Regions from separate parts of the Sus scrofa genome. Here region 1 is linked to region 2. A link is a contact called in public Hi-C data. All regions are on one chromosome and are shown on one strand. The core of a region is the stretch at or near the end of the contact, and the rest is flanking DNA. Distances in the headings are between cores, read along the strand shown. Region 1 overlaps LOC106505741 (a long non-coding RNA gene). Region 2 has its middle 7.0 kb from the start of TRNAV-AAC.

Region 1 (4,532 bases), core at 1,813-4,312, 1.0 Mb after region 2:
AGGGTTAAGAGGCTCTGTTCTCCAGGCTTTGGGATCATCTTTGCTTTTTAATGGCCAAACAAAATAACTATAACTTTAAGAATCTGTATTTTCCACAAATTTTCTGGGAAAACTCGCATCATCCTGGTGTTCACCTGGTACCTCTCACTCCAAACCTTACTCCTGGTCTTAGTTTTGTCTCCTCTGCCTTCCTCACTACTCTTATCAGCTGATATCCTTTCCTTTCTTTCTTTTTTTGTTTGTTTGGTTCAGGTTTTGGCTGCACCCACGACATGTGGAAGTTCCCAGGCCAGGGACTGAACCCACGCCACAGCAATGACAACACCAAATGCTTAGCCGCTAGGCCACCGGAAAACTCCTGCTGTCCTTTTCATTATCATTTCATCCCCAGTGTGGACACACTAGCCTTTTCCTCATTCCCCAAAGCAATGCTGTTTAGAATGCATGGAATGTTTGGAGGTAACAAAGAAGAATCACAGTGCAAAATAAGAAACAATTCAGCATTAGATATGCAACATCGGTGTTCTTAAATTTCCTTGGGTATCCTGATATTATTGCTTTCCCAGCTTGCTGCCTTGCCCCTTGTTGTAACAGGAACCGGATGATAAGGTATGTTAGAATATAACCAACGTCCCTACTGCAAGACCAATTTTGTGTCCCCAGTCAATACCAGGACCCATGGAGCCCAGACTCACGTGATGTTTCACTCAAAAAAACAGTTCAGGAGCAAAAAGACACTTCAATCTCTAATTGCATCTGCTGAAGGAAACGAGAGGCATTTTATCCGTAATCCACTGAAACTTTGTCTCCTCTCCTCTTTCACCTCCTGTAGTTATTCCAGAGCCTCTCACTTTCCAAAATTCCTACTCCCAGTTCTCCTTCATTCCTCTTCCCAGTGCCCAAAGTGGATTCTCACCCCCCCACTTTTCAAGGCCACACCTGCAGCAAATGGAAGTTCCAAGGCTAGGGATCTAACTGGAGCTGCAGATGCCAGCCTACACCACAGCCACAGCAACCAGATCCGAGCTGTGTCTGCAACCTATGCCACAGCTCTTGGCAACCCCGGATCCTTAACCCACCCAGGGATCGAACCCACATCCTCATGGATACTACTCAGGTTCATTAATGCTAAGCCACAGTGGGAACTCCCAAAGTGGATTTTTAATATATTTCCTTTTAACACTTTTTTGTATATATTGATTTAGCCTCTCAGGACTTCTTTCAGTTTGTTTGCCTTTCCAGCATTGAGCATTATAGAAAAAAGCCTGGGATTTGACCATCAAGCAAGAATCTTCCCCCACTGGGAAGATGGAAGGGAGGAGAAATCTGAGAATGTATACATTGATCATTCCTGTCCCTATTAAGCATTAATATTTTTCTTTGCTATAGTTCAGTAGACAAGCCCACCTTGGAAATTTAAGAACATGGTAGTGGCTGTCCAAAAAGCAACATCGGGACTGTCTATCTAACAGGGAGCGGGGTGGGGGTGGGGCTGGAGCTGATAGAGCAATAGCTCTCAAAGTGTGGTCCCTGGACCACAAGCACTGCCTGGGAACTTGTTAGAAATGCAGTCCCTCAGATGCCACTCCACACCTACTGAACCAAACACTCTGGGGTGGAACCCAACACTCTGGGTTCAGCAAGCCCTCCAGGTGATTATGAGGCAACTAAAGCAAACTGAACTGGATTTCTCAGACCAAGGAACCCACTGAACTTGACTCCAGTTCCAGCTCTCCCTCTTTTTATTTCCATGACACCCTTCCAAATCACATAATCTCCCCAAGCCTGGGAGGAGAACACACAGGACTTCCTGCTGCAGAGTCACTGGGCTCCTTCTCATGACTAAGTCTGGCCTCACCAGGATTATCCACCTTGGCTCCCACCCATGGGGCCTCAACATGCCTTCTTTCTTCCTCTCTCTTTGGGGAGCTGCCATCATCTTCCCTGTCCCTTGGGGCTGTCTTGCCCCCAAGTCTGGGTACCATTTCAATAATAATAATAATCCCCAACTCCTTGGTGATAGTGACATTGAAATGACAGCCCCAGAATCCACATGGTCAGCTTCTTCTTGGCCAATAATGGAATAAAATTTGCTTCCCCAGTACAGTTATGCTTCCTGAAAATCAGCACCCTTGAACTGGGATAATGCACTTTGACCAAATGCAGACCTGTCAGGTAAATGGCTCACCTGTACCTAGAAGATAACTCCAGCAAGGGTTAAAACAAGAAGGTGAAACTATGTTTCAACTTAAATATATCTCCCTTCCTCAGCTCATCCCTTCCTAACATCTCCTTTTCTCCAGCAAGCTCCTAATTATGATGGGTTAGAGCCCTAGAAATTGCTTTCATCAAGTCCTTTAAAATTTGCTCTAGGAGCTCTGTTGTTGGGAGTGTAGTCTTAACACTTTGTGCATTAGCACCCAACCAGAAAGACTGGTGAAACAGGATTGCTTCTGCCTGATTGCTGATTCTCCAGGCTCTGGTCTTTCCTGGAGAAGGTCGAAATTAACCTTGGACAAAGTGGGGGCACATCCTCAGATGCAGCAGTGAGCTAGAAGCCACGGAGGGGAGACAAGGGTGCAGTTCCATAGAGCTGAGAAATATACCCGGTACTGATGTGCACACTTGCTGGAAGGAAGAAAGGCAGGAAATATAAAGCTATCTCCTTGCATCTTTGCTCCCGATGCTTCTGTAGTGATCACCATAAGGCACACCAGCTGACAACCACAGCTTCCACTGCTACCGGGTACCATTTATTTAGCATCTACCAGGTACCAAATACTACTCTAAGGGCCTTGCAAACATCACATTAAACTGGACAGCAACTCAGCTAGGTGAGGATGTTTATTAATTATATGATTCAGATGAAGAAACTAAAACTGAGAAGGCTTTTAACCTTAGCTTTAGCAGTGGTTTCCTGACAGAATTCATTGGTAGACTTCACTCCTCACTCATGTTTCAATGGGCCAACTGCCAGCCATGCTCCCAGCTTCTCCTCCCATGCTAGGAATTTGCTTTCTTCATCAAGAAATGAACATGTGGCTTTTAACCAAACAAGTCTCTATGGCAGTATTAATCTTTTCTGAGTCACAATCTCTTTGACCATCCACCGAAGGCCATGAACCCTCTTAGGGATTCAAAAATGCTCATAAGCAAACACACCATCTTGCAATCACATCTAGGGCTTCGTGAATCCCAAGCAAAGAACTTCTATCCTATAGAGTTTAGAAAAACCAAGAAGGCCTTTTTGGTCTTCAAGGCAAACATGGCCTGCTAGTCTATGCACTAACCTGAAATGTTTTCTTTAGGCATTTTCCTGACCATTTTATTTTTCAAATGTTTATGGCACCAAGATGCCAAATTATTTAAGCATCAGTCATCAAAAGACTGTCTTTCTATTATTAGTAGACAATATCAGTTCAGGTTAGGAACCGTCCGGAGAATGCGTATTTCTTTTTCTCTTGGTCTCTGAAATAAGATACTTAGAGCAAAACAACATTACTGCTCCCCACTGTTTTTTGGTTTTTTTTTTTTTTTTGTCTTTTTGCTATTTCTTTGGGCCACTCCTGCGGCATATGGAGGTTCCCAGGCTAGGGGTCGAATTGGAGATGTAGCCACCGGCCTACGCCAGAGCCACAGCAACGCGGGTTCCAAGCCGCGTCTGCAACCTACACCACAGCTCACGGCAACGCCGGATCGTTAACCCACTGAGCAAGGGCAGGGATCGAACCTGCAACCTCATGGTTCCTAGTCGGATTCGTTAACCACTGCGCCATGACGGGAACTCCCCCACTGGTTTTTTGACATAAGAAGAGACTTGACCTGTCGACAAAAAACACAGAGGTGAGAAATACAGACTCTGGAGGTTTCTATAACCTTCAAATAGGGGGGTGGGAGGAGTGGGAGTGAGGAGGAAGGGAGAAAGGGAGGGAGGAAAGACAGAAATGAGGTATTTATGTTTAGAATAACTTGAAATTAATTCTTGCTGTGCATCTTGTAGATCCAAGTGTGCTCCCAGGCCAGCAGCATCAGCATCACTGGGAACATGTTAAAAAGGCCAGTTCTCAGACCCCACCTCAGGCCTATTGAATCAGAAACTAGTGAAAAACCCAGCAGTCTGTTGTTAACAAGCCCTCATGGTGATTCTGAAGTACATTAAATTCTGAGAAGCACAGCTGGGGACGGATCTTCTCTCCCAGAAGTAATCCTCTCAGCTGGTCCTAAATCAAATCACTGGCCCCCCTAACGAAAGGAGAGGGTGAAGAAGAGCACAGGGGTGAGGAAAACAGTGTGCAAGTCAGGACATGTTTACGATCTCGGGTCACCCTTCCGATAGCCCTAAGTATTTTTACTCTTGTCTCCATTTTAAAGATTTCTTAAAAAGAGAGAGATTCTACAAGATGATGTACCTATTCACGCTTACAGACTTACTAAGGAGGGGGCTCACTGTAGGAAATGTGAAAAGTATACAAGGTTATAAAGAAGAACAACATAGGGATTACCCACAACCCCTCTCAGAACAAACCACTTCT
Region 2 (4,302 bases), core at 690-3,189:
AGTGTTTATGGTGACTTTATAGAACATACTATCACAAATAACAAGAATCAACCGCACTTGAAAAATAGTGAAACACACAACAGACTTTCCAGTACAAACTTATTTCAAAGATGGTTGTAGAGGGAGAGGAGTAGTGGATGAAAATCAAGCTCAAAGGCAAATAAGCATTAAGGATCTTATTTTACTTTAAACCAGAAAATTATGTGGAGTTAACGCTAAATCTCTTTCCCAAGCAAGCCAACACAGCATTAAGGTGCCACATGGTAAACAGAACTTAAAAGTTCAGAGGCCTAGTTGCTGGCCCCAATTCTGAAAAAAAAAAAAAAAAAAAAAAAAAAAAGAAAAAAAAATTAGCATAGGCAAGGCAGTTTCTTCATCTGCTAGAGGGACTTAAATCTTGAAGCAATAAGATGTCATATTTGCCATAACTACATATTATCCACAAAAAGTTGTAATGTAAATTCTCTCACTGGATGACCTCTATGACCCCTTGCTCCAAAATTATATAATTTAAGGAAGCGAATCATTCTACCAAAACAAAAAAATATATAAAGTGTTCATAATATTGAGAAGAGTTTTCCTTTGGAATGTTTACTTTTGTCAAGGAGAGAATTTCAAGTATAAGAATTAGAAAACATCTGCGGTATTTTTAAAAACTGCATTCATTAGGCCACTATTTTCTTTCTAAAAATGAGAAAAAGAGCATCCTCTGTTGGTAGCCATCCTTGCCTCAGCTTCACCACAAATTTTGTAAATGTGGAGAAGCAAAAGTACCACTAGATGGAGCACAAACAAAACACATCTATTTATTGGCAGTTCGAGGAATCCCTGGCAGTGTTCAAAAGAGCTCTTAAAAGACCACTTGCCCAGTAAATGGAAGCTTAGTGAAGCTAGCTGAGTAACCTCAAGAATCTAGAATATTCTCTGGCAAAATCAAATCTAGAACCTCATTCAATAACTTACCCTGTGTTCTTTCCAAAACTATGCTGATGGGAAAATTCTTTTTCCTTCTTAGCATAACCTGCAATGGTGCATTCCAGTTTTTTCATATTTTTTAACTGAAGGTTAATTGTGTTAGACGACATTGAGGGACCTACTTCAGGTAATAGGCTGAGATGCTGTAGATCTACAGTCATAAATTTACTGGCAAGGTCCTCCTGATTTAACTGTTCCACTGACGGTCAAGAGCCCAGGTAGGTATCACCCTGGTAATTTGCCTTTATAATTCAGGCTGCTGGCCACACTCTCTCCCAGCAACTGCCGTCAGAATAGCAGTCCTAAGGACGTGAAGGCACGACTTCAGATGAATCCTCATATAAACCTGGAAGTTAGTTCTGAGGACGTGTGCAGGATGGCCTGTTGGTTGTTTCCTTTAACCTAATAGGCCTTTAGCTGCCCCCCCACAACCGCTTTTGGCAAAGAAATCTGACCAAATTCTTTGGGGAGTGGAGGGTTGTAGATTTCTTCGAAACTTCTTTTCAAAGTCACCACTTGATATTTTGCATCCAAACACTGATGCAAAGATGAAAAGCAATGACCATTAAGGAACATAATTTCCATTGTTTTAAGAACATATGAGATCTTCTAGTTAACAAATACTTATTGGACGAATTTTGGAGTGCCTACACGTGTCCTTCTGGACCAATCGCCAAATTTGGAGGCCCAAAGGCCCACCACTGAAAGCGAGGTAAGACGGACGCTAACAAACGGCTTGCCTTCTTACAAGGAGAAACCAGAAGTGGGGGCACCGCTCCTCCCCCCCGCAGCCCCTCAGGTTGCAAGTGTCTGAGCCGAGTCCCAGGTGCACAGCCCACAGCTTAGGGAAGCGCACAGCGCGCGGGGACCAACTCCGTTCCTTTCCCTGCGGTCAGAGCCTCGCCTTGGCCCCCGAGGGACCCGCGGCTGACAGAGCCCAACTCTTCGCGGCGGCAATGGGCGCCTCCGGAGAAGCCCCGGGCCGACCGCGGCCTCAGGCGGGGCGCGGGGGCTGGGCGGGCGAACCACCGCAGGTTCCCGGGAGCAGTGAGCGAGCCAGAGGCTGACATTTTTTGTTTGTTTCAGACTGGATGGTGGATGGCGGTAGGCCGAGGCTTTTCCGCCCGCTGAAAGTCAGCGAGAAAAACAGCGCGCGTGAAGCAAAAGCGCAGCGCCTACGCCTCTTTCAGTTAGGGTTAGACTTAAAAAATGGCCGCCACCGCTCCTGGGCCCACCCTCCGCAACCCGCCGATCAGGCGGATGCGTCTCCCTATAAAAGGAGCGGCCGCCGACCGCGCCGATTGGCCGAGGCCCGCCCCGCGCGGCTCTCGCGAGAGCCAGGCTCGCTAAAAAAATTTTTTTTTTTTTTCCTAAAGTTCCGCTTCCGGCCATGAGGTTAATCGCTGCACTTCTATCATGTTCCTAAATAGAAGATTTGGGTATTTTCTTCCAACCAGCCAACTTGTAACTTGAAAACTAACTAGAGAGAGTACCCATAGTGGCACAGCGGAAACGAATCCCTCTAGGAAGCATGAGGTTGCGGTTTTGATCCCTGGCCTCGCTCCGTGGGTTAAGGATCTGGGCGTTGCCCGTGAGCTGTGGTATAGGTCGCAGAGGCTGCTCTGGCCTGCTGTGGCATAGGCTGGCAGCTGCAACTCCGATTGGACCCTTAGCCTGGGAACCTCCATATGCGGAGCGCGGCCCTTAAAAAAAAAAAAAAAAAAAAAAAAAAAAAAAAAAAAAAAGCAAAACTAGAGGGTTTCTGAGCGACCTTTGCCATACGACTCGAGAGAAATGGAGTTCATAGAGAAATTTGGAGTCCAGGGATACAGAACAGTGATTCTCAGTTCTGATCATCACATTTGTTAGAGAACATTACGAATATAAATTCCCAAGCAGCACCAACTCAAACAGAATCTTGGATCAATCAGCTGGTTCAGCTGCCTCAGCGTTCCTGCTTGGCTTCCTTCTCATTGGAATGCCTTCTCCAACTTCTTGAGCAGAGGGTGTGTTTTATTACGTATAACTACTTCATTCTTAATTTTTATAATCATTGAATTTGCTTTAATGTTGTGGTGACATTAAGAAAAGAACAATGCACCATAAATTGTAGCACGTTTTTATATTGGCCAGTACGATGCCGTTTTTCATATAACTGGCTGATCTTAAAAGCTGAACTCATTCAGTTGGGTGGATTCCGTGCATTTTTCGCTATTGGCCTCTCGATCTGAGAGAAAAGATGATGGGGGATTGTTTTGATACGATTTAGGGTAAGGAAAGTGTAGCTAAAGGGAATTTTAACAGTTTATATTCCCTTCCCCTAGATTACTTGAAAAGGATCATCTATGACACCGAGAAAGAGGCTAGAGTGTGTACAAAATATTCCAGACTAGTTCGGTTAACTGCCTAAGTTAAGGATTGTTTGCCCATCTAACCTAGCAAGCTACTTTGGAGATCACTTTAAATTTAATTCTCTTAACCTCTTGAAATCTCAATTTCTTAATTCGTAAAGTGGGAATACTACTTGTCTTACTCATTTCTCTGGGATATTGAAGTTTAAATTAGATAAATATATGGTTATCCCTGTTTTAGGGGAAAAAAAGGGAGTTTTAAGAATTCTAAAGTGAGGGGTTTGGGGTCATTCTCTAGTGCTTATGAATATAGTGAGTGCAGCATCAACTGTTCAACTGCTCCTAGATAATTATTTTCTTCACATTATCCAATCTAGTAGTCTTGCTTACAATCAGTAAAATGGGAAACACAGGCCAAAGAATGAAATGTACGTCTTCACAAATGCTTGATTCAGACTAAACTGAATTACTTGGGGCTGCTAGTACATGCCTATCATGTTTATACCTTAGAGCCTTTGCCCTGATGTTTTCTCTGCCCCCTACTGGGAGTGCACCATAGAAATCATCAGGGAAGGGGATAGAGATGAAAAAAGAAGAGCCCACAATCCTTGTCTTCTAAGGATATATCTAGCAAGGGAGAAAGCAAAAAAGATAAAGCTGCATAAATTAAGTGGTCAGTAGAAGTACAAGTAATATAATGTGCTGAGGACGCAAATAATCGACTTCGACTCTGGAGGAAGTCGCATGATCTATAAACTGATTCTATGGCAAAAAAAAAATGCCATAGACAGACATTATCTGATTTGAATTTCTCAATGATCCTGTGAGACAGATAGGGATTAGGATTAGCAACCCCACTTATCAGTAAGGAAATTGATCTTCACAGTGTTTAAACAGTTTGTTTAAATCATGCAGCTGGTAGGTGGCAGGGTCTGGACCTGAACTCACATTTGCTGCCCATAGGGAAGGGCGTTCT

Evidence for each region. Hi-C and Micro-C count contacts between places; a contact is called where the count stands out from the background.
Region 1: a contact with region 2 is called in a Hi-C map of embryonic fibroblasts, with 4 times the contacts expected there. The contact joins two enhancer-like sites. A contact is called at or near these places in 2 of 5 promoter capture datasets (fetal liver and fetal skeletal muscle) and 2 of 47 Hi-C or Micro-C datasets (embryonic fibroblasts and retroperitoneal adipose tissue).

What each region holds. Positions count from the first base shown.
Region 1 is chr13:109,472,934-109,477,465 of Sscrofa11.1, forward strand. All of the region lies in intron 1 of LOC106505741 (a long non-coding RNA gene), which reads right to left. Among named protein-coding and RNA genes, the nearest start is that of RPL22L1, 24 kb to the right of the region's middle. Within about 2 kb of position 3,063, at least 4 of the 83 cell types and tissues checked have an H3K27ac peak or open chromatin away from gene starts, as enhancers often do. A contact at or near this core is called in embryonic fibroblasts, where this site is marked.
Region 2 is chr13:108,424,287-108,428,588 of Sscrofa11.1, forward strand. No RefSeq gene overlaps it. Among named protein-coding and RNA genes, the nearest start is that of TRNAV-AAC, 7.0 kb to the right of the region's middle. Within about 2 kb of position 1,940, at least 80 of the 83 cell types and tissues checked have an H3K27ac peak or open chromatin away from gene starts, as enhancers often do. A contact at or near this core is called in embryonic fibroblasts, where this site is marked.